2 separate regions of the Mus musculus genome follow, and region 1 is linked to region 2. The links are chromatin contacts, called in public Hi-C maps. All regions are on one chromosome and are shown on one strand. Each heading gives the region's core, a stretch centred on a gene start, on an enhancer-like site or on the middle of the called end of the contact. The rest is flanking DNA. Distances are from core to core; before and after follow the strand shown. Region 1 overlaps Snx29 (sorting nexin 29). Region 2 overlaps Snx29 (sorting nexin 29).

What was found. Hi-C and Micro-C count contacts between places; a contact is called where the count stands out from the background.
Region 1: a contact with region 2 is called in a Hi-C map of the HPC-7 cell line, with 5 times the contacts expected there. The contact joins two enhancer-like sites. A contact is called at or near these places in 15 of 484 Hi-C or Micro-C datasets (the C10 cell line, the HPC-7 cell line, Th1 cells and 11 more), 4 of 115 datasets of contacts at active chromatin or transcription factors (T-cell acute lymphoblastic leukemia, bone marrow-derived dendritic cells, bone marrow-derived macrophages and 1 more) and 2 of 9 other capture datasets (bone marrow-derived macrophages and liver).

The regions. Positions count from the first base shown.
Region 1 is chr16:11,675,502-11,681,998 of GRCm38.p6, reverse strand. All of the region lies in intron 18 of Snx29 (sorting nexin 29), which reads right to left. Among named protein-coding and RNA genes, the nearest start is that of Gm32100, 95 kb to the right of the region's middle. Within about 2 kb of position 5,183, at least 45 of the 459 cell types and tissues checked have an H3K27ac peak or open chromatin away from gene starts, as enhancers often do. A contact at or near this core is called in the HPC-7 cell line and bone marrow-derived macrophages, where this site is marked.
Region 2 is chr16:11,416,534-11,423,086 of GRCm38.p6, reverse strand. It overlaps Snx29 (sorting nexin 29), which reads right to left. Exons shown (of 21, transcript NM_028964.4): 10 at 4,189-4,264; 11 at 2,304-2,383. Among named protein-coding and RNA genes, the nearest start is that of Snx29, 97 kb to the right of the region's middle. Within about 2 kb of position 2,351, at least 53 of the 459 cell types and tissues checked have an H3K27ac peak or open chromatin away from gene starts, as enhancers often do. A contact at or near this core is called in the HPC-7 cell line and bone marrow-derived macrophages, where this site is marked.

The DNA.
Region 1 (6,497 bases), core at 3,934-6,433, 260 kb before region 2:
GTATCAGAAATTTGGACCTTTTCTGTGGCTATCTGTAAACCCCACTGACTTAAAGTTTTAAGTAGAAAAGGATATGCCTTTTGTAGCATGGTAAGGTCTTTATGGCACAGGAGGATGTCATCCATGTAAAGGAGCAAAATTAAAGAGGGGAACTGTTTCCTCATTGGCAAAAGAGCTTTTTGCACATAAAGCTGGCACATAGTAGGACTATTGGACATTCCCTGTGGTAAGACCTTCCATTGATACCTCTTATCAGGTTCAGCAGAATAAGCTCTCTGACCCGTTAACAAATCAAAAGTCCACTCTCTCTGCTCTGGAGTTAAAGCAGCAGCGTTTGCTCGGTCCTGCGCCTGTGCCGCCTCCTGCCACAGAGCTCGCCATTCCACATATTTGGCCATACTAGGGAGAGCGGCTTTTGCAATCATTTGCCAGTCGGCAGGAGTTAGTGCCATGCTGGCAAGCCTGTCTAACTGCACCAAGGTAAAATTAGCATTGATTCCATATTTAATCTGCACATATTCTACCGGAGCGTGGACACGCCCACCCTCGGCTCCTTCAAAGACTGGAAATGCCTGTTGTATTTTCCTTTGTTCCTCTCGGGGAATGAATGAGTCTGCGCACTGCCTTTCTGCGCACTGCCTCTCTGCGCATTGCTGACGCACTACGGGCTGACGCACTACGCAGGGCGGGGACTCCGCATAGGGCGGGAGTGCACCTGGTAGCCGATTGCCCTGAGGCCAATTAGCAAACTGGCCTTCGCCAGCCGCTTTTGGCTTTTTTCTTGACCGATTAGCTGGCTGGTAATGGGCTGCTTCTTCCTCCCAGTCTGTTTCCTCAGAGGAGGATTCTTCATCTGCTTCAGAACTACTAAGAGCTGGCTTCCTGAGCTCATCTAGTGACGAGTATCTCCTAGAGACCTCCGCTAATCGATCTTTTTTCTTCTCCCTTTTTCCTCTTTTTCTTCTAATCTCTCTCCAGGTATTCCTACCTAACCTTAACTTTTCCTCGGGTTCAAGACCCTTGGAAAGGCCTGTATACTTACCGTTTCTCCTTGTTCCTACTCTCTCTCTCCGCTTTACTTCTGATAGACTGTCCTGAATTTCCTCTAGAATTTTTAGCCCTGCCTTAAGCACTATATAACATGTGAAAAGGAACAAAAGGGCTCCTAACACTAGAAAAAATTCAAGGCCAAACATTTTCCACTTTACTTCTGATAGACTGTCCTGAATTTCCTTAGAAAGTTCAAGATCAGACTTACCTCGTTCCCCAGCTGAAAAGTTCTGAATTCATACAGTTGAATCCTTCTTAACAGTCTGCTTTACGGGAACCTTTATCACCGTCGTTCCCCAGCTGATGAGTTCTGAATTCGGCAGTTGAATCCTTCTCAACAGTCTGCTTTACGGGAACCTTTATCACCGTCGTTCCCCAGCTGATGAGTTCTGAATTCGGCAGTTGAATCCTTCTCAACAGTCTGTGTTACGGGAACCTTATAACCTTGATTCGCAGTTCTGGTTCTGGAATGAAGTATCCCTCCTGCGCCAGTCCGGAGTTTTTTCTCGTCCCGGATTTTCTCGTCCCGGGTTTCGGCACCAATTGTTATTCGACGCGTTCTCACGACCGGCCAGGAAGAACACCACAGACCAGAATCTTCTGCGGCAAAGCTTTATTCTTACATCTTCAGGAAAAGAGAGCAAGAAGCAAGAGAGAGAGAAGCAAGAGAGAGAAGCAAGAGAGAGAAGCCAGAGAGCGAAGCAAGAGAGAGAGAGAACGAAAACCCCGTCCCTCTTAAGGAGCATTCTCCTTCGCCTCGGACGTGTCACTCCTTGATTGGCTGCAGCCCATCGGCCGAGTTGACGTCACGGGGAAGGCAGAGCACAAGTAGTCATAAGATACCCTTGGCACATGCGCAGATTATTTGTTTACCACTTAGAACACAGGATGTCAGCGCCATCTTGTAACGGCGAATGTGGGGGCGGCTCCCAACAGATGGCAACTACCCCCAAACATCATCAGCTCCTCAGATGCTCAGAAGACAAAAGCTTAGAAGATATGGATGCAAACTACTGTAACACTGCCTGCAGACACTCCCCATTGCAGAGGACTTTCTACAATGAAGTCTCTCCCACTTAGTTCTGATTTGTTCTTCCCTATCAGTGAAAAGAGGCCTTCCCTGACCATCTCACCTAAAGTAACCTTTCCCACAATGCTCCGTCCCTCATCCCCCATCCTGTGCCACTTTCTTTCCAGAGTCAGTGATGAATAGCTTTGCTATGCTAGATGGTCACTGGCATATACACATTCCTGAGGAGCAGGCATCTTACCTGGCTAGCTTCATTGGCATAAGCCAGGCTCAAAGGCCTTCCATATCCATGTTAGCAGGCTCAGTGGTTGGTTGGAAAATGGGATGAATGGATGAAAGAACTTCCAGAAAGTAGCCTATGAGCTATCCCTGTGCTGTGAGTCCTGCCTGGCCTTGTTGCTCAAGGGTTTGGGCAACAGCAAGATACTGAGGGCAGCAGCTCCTAACACTAAGAAAGAGATACGGGTTGACCACTTCTTGACTTGACTTAGTTCAGAAGAGAAAACTTACTCTTTATATAACATGGACAGACCCACTTTCTGGAAGATTTTATCAAAGATCAAGCTTGCTTTTTTTTTTTTTTAAAGAATGTCTATTTTACTTTTTATGGATTCCATGAAAGTTACATTTTTTTCATTATACCACAGAGCTGGAATCACCATTCCCACCTTGTAGATCAATATCTTCAACATTAAACAATAAAAGTTTCAGTCTCCAAGGAAACAACAATCTAATAACATGCCACCTTCCCCCTCATAGGTCCCAGGGCTTGGGGAGCTGGGTGCTACTCTTGGCCACACAGTCTTGACACCATAGCTTGGTTCTGGTCATTCCTCCAACTCCCCCATTCATTGGTCCCAGCCCTGCCCTCTTCTCTGGACAGGACCATACTGTGTCCTCTGCTGTGCTTCTCTGCTGACTGGTCCCAACTCAGCATTACAGGCAGTACATGGAACACTCCCCCAGGACGACCTAAAATCACTACCACTGCTCTCCAAGAGTGAGGCACCCCTCGATTCTTCCACGTTAGCTCCTGCACAGCTCCTCTGTGGAACTGTGTGGCCAATGTGTGGCTGGAGAGTAAAGTGCCCACTGTGCAAGCATGAGGACCTGGGATGTGCTCGGCAGCACCCATGGAAAAGTGGATGTGGTGGTGTGTGTCCATCTAGCACTGAGCAAGATCTTCAGGGCTCACTAACCAAACAATCTAGCCAAACAAATGAGCTCTGGATTCAAGATGAGACCCCATCTCTAAATACAAAGTGGAGAGCAAGAGAGAAAGATGCATACATATTCACATTTAAAAATGTGCTTGCACACGCATACAAAGTGATCAGTAACAGTATGGCTAGCTGCAATGCGTACAGAACACAGACAACAGTATAGGTAAGTGAATTCCAGATCACATCATTTTGCTCATTTTTCAAACCTCCATAAATGTTGTGGCTGATCCCCATTCTACATAAACAAACTATAGCTCAGAAATGTTAACTTATCACAGAGCAAATTACTATCGTGGGACAAATTTGAGATGCGAACTCAGAAGTGATTGATTCCAAATCAGGTCTGTCTGATTCCAGGCCCACGGCTACTCAGTCCCTAGATTCCTGACAGCACAGTACCTACCAGCTGATGTGCCTTCCAGAGCCACAGATGTGCCTTCCAGAGCCGCAGATGTGCCTTCCAGAGCCGCAGATGTGCCTTCCAGAGCCGCAGATGTGCCTTCCAGAGCCGCAGATGTGCCTTCCAGAGCCGCAGATGTGCCTTCCAGAGCCGCAGATGTGCCTTCCAGAGCTGCAGATGTGCCTTCCAGAGCCGCAGATGTGCCTTCCAGAGCCGCAGATGTGCCTTCCAGAGCCCAGAGCCACAGATGTGCCTTCCAGAGCCACAGATGTGCCTTCCAGAGCCCAGAGCCACAGATGTGCCTTCCAGAGCCCAGAGCCACAGATGTGCCTTCCAGAGCCACAGATGTGCCTTCCAGAGCCGCAGATGTGCCTTCCAGAGCCGCAGATGTGCCTTCCAGAGCCGCAGATGTGCCTTCCAGAGCCACAGATGTGCCTTCCAGAGCCCAGAGCCACAGATGTGCCTTCCAGAGCCACAGATGTGCCTTCCAGAGCCCAGAGCCACAGATGTGCCTTCCAGAGCCCAGAGCCACAGATGTGCCTTCCAGAGCCACAGATGTGCCTTCCAGAGCCGCAGATGTGCCTTCCAGAGCCGCAGATGTGCCTTCCAGAGCCGCAGATGTGCCTTCCAGAGCCACAGATGTGCCTTCCAGAGCCGCAGATGTGCCTTCCGGAGCCCAGAGCCGCAGGGTCACTGCTATCATAATCATTACTCTGGTTTCTTGAGACAGATCTCACCATGTAGCTGGCCAGCCTGAAACTGCTGTGCAGCCCCACCGGCCTTGAACTTAGAGACTTCCTGCCTCAGTCTACTGAAGTACTGGGATAAGCGAGTGCCCCTACATCAGACTCACAGTTATAATGACCCTGCAAAATCAGTGGCACTGTTCCAATTATGTGCATGAAGAAAACAGGCACATTTAATATGTAAATGTGTTTGCTGCCAAGACTGAGGGTCCACACAGTGGAAGGAGGGAACTGACTGGAACTCCTCTGGCCTCCACATGCACACCAGGGTACATACTGCACACATGGGGATAAACGTGTGCAGTCATTTTAAGCATCAATAAATAAATTGCCCACTGTGACAGGGTTGGGGGGGGTGTCTCTCTTCTCCAGAACTCTGACTTTCTAAAATATCACACAGCAGCCCGGTCCCCAAGCCACAAATTTATCTATAGGGAAGAAAGGAGGGAAAAAACCAGACTGGGCATGAAAGTCGTTATGGCTCCCAGAAATGTTCATGACAGTAAGAATGCAGAATAAAATGCACAAGGAAGGAATTGTGCCCCCATCACCCAGCTGTGCTACACACACTGGCAGTGGTGACCTGGACATGAGGTGCAGCATGGTGAGCCAATTTCTATGTTAAGAAGGGTGCACATTTTCACAGGTGAGGGAGACCATCTCAGGAGGAGAATGTAGAAAAGGCCTGCAGGCTCTCACTGCAGTGCTGTCTTTGTAGGGAACTGAGTTCTTTCTGGTCCTCTAACTTCCCAATTTCTGTATGACAACCACACACTAATTTTGACAGTTTTAACTTTTGTCTGTCTTTTCTTCTTTTTGAGAAATTGTCTGCTGCCAGCAAGGGCTGCACCCTACCTGACTTCCACGCTGGGAACAGGCACTGCTGGGGGCTGATTAAGGCTAATCCAAGACTTTCAAATGTCCAAATGGTCTCTGTTGATTTTTTTTTTGAAGTGACTAATTTCCTTTTCTATTAAACTTATTTGCAGCTTAAAACCTTGTTTTGATTATGTGTTTGGTGTAGAGGCAAGGCTGCATTTGCAAGATGGTGCTGAGGAAGGGAGGGGGTTAGACTTGTGTGAGAAAGGGAAAGAAACCTGAATATTCAACAGTGCATATTAAACTCAATTCCCTCCTCCACTGCCATTCACAGCCCCTCCCACGTGCATGCCTGTACTTCACCTGGTAGGGAGCAGCTGCAGGGGCTACACTGTGGCTAACTACTGGACTGGAGCGACACAATATCATAGGCCTGATTTTCCTGAGCCACTGCTATGAGAATCAATGGGCTCCTTCCAGGCCATTAAGCCGCTTTCAGGAGGACACGTGTCCATGTGTCAGCAGAGTCACTTGATGCTGCATCAGCAAGCCCTTAGGACCTCTTCCCTTTTCTTCATTGTGGTTGGTTCTGCTTTTCATGACTGTGAGCATAGATTGGTACTTGTATTTCCCTTCATTATGGAGCACAACAAGTATGACCAAAGCTTTGCCAAGATCACATTTCCTGCTTAATTAAACACCATGATCAACTGAGCAGAGATTCACATAGTGAATCTTGCAGTAAAGGTATTCTCACCTTTCATTAAATGATTAATTAAATTGATTGAATTAGTTAATTGATTTAGGGACAAAGTCTCACTTTTTAGGCCATGTGGTTCTGAAACTTACTATGTAGTTCAGATTAGCCTAGAACTCATGGCAATCCTCCTGTGTCAGTGTCAGCCTTAGTGCTGGGAATACAGCTACCATTCTGAGCTGCTTAGTATCTTGCTTCCTTTATTATTCTTTTTGATTAAAAAAAGGTAACTAGTTTGAGGATAAAGTAAGAAAATAAAGTTGAGTATCCTCAAACTAGTTACTTTTTTTTTAAACAAAAAATAGAACAGATAGGAATCAAAATATTTCCTCTGATTAGTGAAATATTTTGGTTCCTATCTGTTGTAAACTTAAATATCATACTGCTTTTTTAAAAGCCTGTTTAGCTTCTAACATTTAAAAGGAGGCGGTTTTAACATTCAAATCCAGGCTGTTATTAAAATGAGAACTCA
Region 2 (6,553 bases), core at 1,102-3,601:
ATTCACAGGGCATACTGAGTGGCCGTCATTATCTGTCTGTGCTGAGGTCAGCACTGCTGGCCACTCAACAAGAAGATATGACTGTGGCACTTGCCTTTTACAAAGAAAGGTGACATTTCAAAACCCTGCAAACTCAGCCCAGACCATCAGAGTTCTGCTGCCTTCCAGGCTGGTGACCACATTCACTTATGTGAACCAAGGTGTGAAGAGCTGGAGACTTGGCTGGGACTGCAGCTCAGTTGTTGGGTGTTTCCTTGCATGCGCCAGTCTCAGCACTGGGAACATTATTTATATAAGCTGTAGGCCAAGGCCAAGGCTGCTTATCCACACTGCCCTATCAAGGTCTCTTATATCAACGACTGCTACCCACTGAGCACACAAGACTGTAGCAGGGGATGAAGACATCTTTCTTTGACATCACAGCAACTACCAAGAGCAAACAAGTCACCACAGGCACACAGACTCAACAGGTGGCTCCATCCCGCTGACAATGAGAACACGAGGATCAGGAAAGTTGCAGGGAATCCCGGCTGGAACAACCAAGAAGTGGAGCTGTTAAGGGTCAGCCAGGCCAGAGACAATGCTCACAAGCACACAGGAAAAGAAGCATTTGCCAAGGCTTCCCAGTGTCAATCCTCTGTTACATCAGACTAATCCTGTAGGGCTACACAGACAGCCCTTCCTATCCCTCTCACAGATAAAGCAGGGGTGGGTGGAGGCACCCACATTTCTGAAAGAGGCATGGTCCTTATCTTGCAGGAGCAGAGTGGACAAGAAAAGCCTTCCCACATGAAATCACCCCTGAAAACAAAGGCTAACCCACCCACCCATTCACAAACAACTGTTCTGCACAGCCCATATAACTACCAGACACCCAGAGTCAAATGGCCCACCAATGTGGGCCTTTCCTTCAGAAGGTTGGCTGGGAATTCCTGATAGGTCTCAAGCCAAAGATGACCAGAAACAACTAGGATTAATTTCTAAAAAAAAGAGATGAATGAAAATAAAACGGGCTGAGTCCCTGCTGCAGGCACAGCTCAGAGGTATCACAAGAATGTCCTCATGGGAAAGGAACTGACCAAGCTGGTGGCTTTGTCAGGGATGGAAATGGCTTGGGAGGCTCAGAGGCAAGATCCATGGCAGCCCCCAGAGAACCAATTCACCTGCTCCATACCCCACACTGGAGAGAGGCTGAGAAGGGCTCTGGGAACCATGCCTGGCCACTAGGAGAAGGTGACAGACAAGTCGTCCTCACATAGACCTAAGTATCTGTTCAGCCCTGCACAGCAACAGAACTCACACTAGCAGTTCCTGCTCTGCAGCCAGAGGACTGTGGGAAACCTCAGCTCATAGGGAACATGGCTCTGGAGAGTGTTCACGTAAACAGAAAGGTCCAGGCTTGGAGATCTAGGAGATCCGTGTGGAAGTTTCTATGTCACCTCAGATAACTAATGCATTTCCAAGCAGAAATGGCATCCTGGGGTGATGTTAAAGGGGCCTGGAACTTCTCTGGATAAAGTTACTCTCCATCTGACATCACCACTATGGGCTCAAGGTTTGTTGTACTTTGGTGTTTGAAGGAAATGTTAATTTTTACCCAAAGGCTGATGAGGAAAAAAGGCATAATTTTTACACTATCCAAGTGTTGATCTCTGAATGTGATATGGAAACAGAAAGCCTGCCCTCTGCCCCTCTCCTTCCTGCCATTAGGGGTAGGAACGAAATGGCCAGAGCTCAGAAAGCAAAGACAACAGCTAGTCAGGAAAAGGAAGAGCCCTGGCCTCTGATGACCATGGAGTCTCATGCTAGCCCACTCTGCCAACCCCAGTCAGGGCACCGGCCCCAATCCCAACTGACCTAGTCATTGAACATCTATCTTGTTAAACAATTGCTGGTGTGGGTGTGGGTGTGGGTGCGGGCCATCACACACACACTCTTCATTGCCGTGTCCCTAATACTTCCCTCTGAAGCTGGAAATGATTTGCACCACCTGTCATTAGAATATGTCATCAGCAAAACTGATTTGTCCAGAGTCACAAGGAAAGTCAGAAGACAGCCTTACTCTGGCTGCACACAGAAGGTAGCTTAGAAACCGCAAGGCACAGAAGGTTCCTTGCATCCTTTAGCAGATTCACCCCCATGCACCACAATCCGGCCATAGTCTGGAAGCTTACAGCGATACCACGATCAGGTGCACAGAAAGCAAACACTCACTAACTTCATGCTCACTTCAAAGCCCACACCTGCACAGGATAAGCACAGGTGCCCTGCTGGCACACATGCCAGCCTCTGAGAGTACTTACGGACTGTCATGGACTCAGGCACTGAGGCAGAAGGTAGCAAGCTGCTCAGAGGACTTCCTTGGCCTGGAGAACTGGCTTCCCTACTGGGAGGAAGTAGACAGAAGGAAGTTACACTCATCCCAAAATGCAACTTCAGTGTTCACAACACTCTCAGGCAAAACGTTTCCCCAGGAATCTACTGGAAAAACAATGAAGCTGCTCAGCAGATGTCTGAAATTTACTGGTAACTCCAAAACCAATCCAAACACCCTCTGGAAGCCGCTCACTCACGAGGGAAGAGTTAGTCACTCAGTGGGCATGTGTGCAGCTGGGTCAGACAGGAAACCACTGCCTTCCTCTTCCAACTCGTGTACACACGCGTGAACACACGTCCTTTCAGTAGTCTACTTTGTCACATTCTTATGGTTTGTATTGTCACTTTCCCTAGTTAGAATAGTCTCCAGGTCCATGTTCCCAGTACAAGGGCCCCACATATTATGTAAGCTTCATTCAGACAAGCATGAAATATCACTGTCCAATGTCAACAAGTCAACAGTGTTTGTTTCTGATGGTCTCTCATGGATCCTGGGCTGGAATTTTCTATGTGACTGTCTTAGTCAGGGTTTCTATTCCTGGACAAAATATCATGACCAAGAAGCAAGTTGGGGAGGAAAGGGTTTATTCAGCTTACACCTCCAAACCACTGTTCATAGCCAAGGAAGTCAGGGCTGGAACTCAAGCAGGTCAGGAAGCAGGAGCTGATGCAGAGGCCATGGAGGGATGTTCTTTACTGGCTTGCTTCCCCTGGCTTGCTCAGCCTGCTCTCTTATAGAGCCAAGACTACCAGCCCAGAGATGGTCCCACCCACAAGGGGCCTTTCCCCCTTGATCACTAATTGAGAAAATGCCTTACAGTTGGATCTCATGGAGGCATTTTCTCAACTGAAGCTCCTTTCTCTGTGATAATCCAGCTGTGTCAAGTCGACACAAAACTAGCCAGTACAGTGACCAAAGATGATTTTGAACTTCTGATCCTTCTGTCTTCGCTTCCCAAGTTTTATATGGTGCTGGGGATCAAACCCAGAGCTCTATGCATGCTATGCAAGCATTCTCCTACAGCTGAGCTACATCTCTTGTAGATTCTAAACAAGATGCCTTTAAATGAGGACACACAGAGAGGCAGGTTATGCATTATCAGTGAATATAGAAATGCCATAACAACAGGTTCCAGCATCCCCCTGTAAGCAGGCTGGTGCTCAGAGAGGCTCAGAGAGCATAATGCGGGCAGGTAACTGGACTGCATGCATATCTACAATCAATTTCTAATGTGAATAATAGCACTGGCTTGTCCATACGCAGCAGGAGACCCCAAGGCCAGGGCTTGCATTCCTTGATCACTGTTGCATTTGGAAAAGGCTCAAAAACACAAGAAGAAAGGAATCAGAATTCCGGAAGGGTGCAGGGACACCATCCTTTATGAGGCAGGGCTCAGTGGTATCAGCCCCTTCATGGTGTATCATTTTCAGAATCCTATCTGTTCTGGGTGACAAAACACCAAGCAAGGTGTGGGGCAGCAAGGACCCCCTTACCTTGAAGCTAAGTCAAGTACACAGATGGCTAACTTCAAGACACCAAATTAAAATTGTGAAGAGAGAGGAGGAAATAAGAGCAACAGAGATGAGGTGATATTTGGGAGACCAGGGCAATGTTCCCTGCGAGCAACAGGTACACTGGCAACTTAGTTTTCTGGATTTTTTTTTTCTATTTCTTCGATCTGAGCACAAACGTGAGATTGGGCCTCAGTCTTCAACTCCAACAGGTACCACCTGTCTCCAAATGAAAATACAAGGCAGAGAGGTAAACAGCATGGCCCAATCCACTGATGGGCTTGGTGTCCTGATACTGACCTGTACCGAAGGCCAGGCTCTGGGATTATATGGTTTTCTGTTCCTGTTCCATTCTCCAGACTTCCCACAGGGGCATCTGCAGAAGTCACACAGAGAATGAGGCTTTACTTTCAACTCCATTTCTCCTTACCATGTGCTCAGCTGGCCTATTAGCTACCTTTAAACTCTTCCCACCCACATACAGGCTTCATGTACTACCCATTTCTTTTGAACAGGCATCATTAAGACTCGTTTCTAGTTGCTGCATGTGCCTTTTTTATTTAAAATAAAACAAAACAAAACCTTGAAGCAAGGGAAGTTATTTCCAAAGTCCATAATCTAGGGCCCACAGCAGAATCGGGGTTTTTGATAAATGAATTGCGCCTGCTTGTAGTGGACACTAGAGGGCAGCAGCACCTCACGATTGGCGAAGTCTGACACTGTACTAAGCCAAAAGTCACTAAGCATTTGGGAAAGGAAGTGAGGCCATGAATCTCTAGAATAGGCAAAGAACGTTCCTGATTGCTGCAGGTGCATTAGCTGATGCTCAGGCCTTCTTCCAGGAAAAGAGTGCAGACCCGTAGACCTGGGGCTAAATGTCCAGGAAGACTGTATCGCTCAGGGGAACCCTTGCTCATTCATGAAACTCTTGAGTCAGGCAAAGGAGCCAGAGACAGAGCAACCCTCTGGGCCTCTGCTTCTGCCTCTGCTAGGCTTAAGGGATGTGAGCCTGGAGAAGACAAATCCCTTCTCACCGTTGGCTGCACATCCCAGCCAACTCCCGCTGGCTCCAGTAACCCAATGGCACCATGAGCCTGGTTTCCATCTGTGAGGCATCAGCTGGGAAATCAGGTGACTAGCTCTCCTGTCCTTACTACCTAGTAGTGAGGCTAACGGGTGCAGATGCTGCTGGCTACCGTGCAAGGCCCTGCTCCTCTCCTGCAGTCCAGCCAGGCAGCCTCTCTGTGCCTTGCTTCCCGTTTTGCTGTGCTTTGCTCTGCTCTATTCGGCTGGCCTCTAACTCAAGCTTCTCCTGCCTCCTCCTTCTGACTGCGGGAATCACAAGCACGTGCCTATCAGACTTGTCTGGCCTATGTAAAACATTTTCACAATTATATGACATAATTAAATTTGATATTGTTGTGGTTTTGAGACAAGATTTCACTCTGTAGCTTGGGCTGGACTCAAATTTGTAACAGTCCTTGCCTCCACCTCCTGAGGCCGGGGATTACATATGTGAACCACCAATGACTCTTTGGCCCCTGTGCCTCTAGGTAACCCTACAAAGTCTAATGTATACTTTTACCTCTCAAAATGACAACTCTCAAACTCCCTCATTCAGCTGAAACCCCAGCCCTGCATCTTGCCTCGTCAGGAAGTTCTACTGAGACCTCCCTGGGCCCAGCAGCCACCTGCATTTTCAGAACCCCTGGGCTTTATTTCTGGACTCTCAGCTCAGGGGCACCTGCCCTCCACCCACCACAGAGCCAGGCGAATCAGTTAAGCTTACACTTCCTGGCAAAGGCCCATGTTTAATCCCTAGTTCATGGTGCCACAGCAGGACTCTAAGAGGCAGAGCCTGGTTCACTGGAGGACGTGGCCTTGAAGAATCAGATAGTGGGACCCAGGTCCCTTCCTAGCTCTCTGCATTTCCTGGCCACCATGAGGTAAGCAGTATCCTCCATCTTGCATTTCCAAACATGATGCTCTGCCTCACCACAAGCCCAAGACAATGTAGCAACTAAACATGGAATGAAATCTCTGAGTTTATGAGGCAAAATAACCCCTTTCTCCCTATAAGTTGATTGTCCCAGTATTGTTTGTTACAGTAACAGAAACTGACAAACACAATATCCAAAATCTCCATGTCACTAAATTGCCCCTCACTCTGCTCCTGTGCTCATTTCTGGTTAGAAGCATCTAAGGATCCTTCAGGAGGCTCCCTCAGTTCAGTAATCCTCAGTGCTGAAAAACTCAGCCACATCTGAGTCCAACACCATGCATGACTGGAATAAAGGTCATTCCAGACTTGGCCCCTCTCTGTGACTGGCAGACATACACACACACGGCCGGCACTGTGGTGGGGCAGATGCACCGGCACACAGAACATGAACAGCCACTGGCATCTTTTATTATATGTATGGTGATGGGATAGAACACAGGAGCTGGGAAATGCTCTACCACTGGGTTCTGCCCCAAGTCTGTATTATCTTCACTTCACAGATGAAGACACAGACCCCAAGGGCTTAACTGACTTCCCAGGATCATGGAGTTGGTAAGGGAAGCATCTACTCAGCACTGAGCTGAGCCCCCTCACTTCAGCAGGCAGGCTCACTAAAGTACATGTTTACCCCTCTGACCTCCTGGCTCTCCTGCCTCCGTCTGC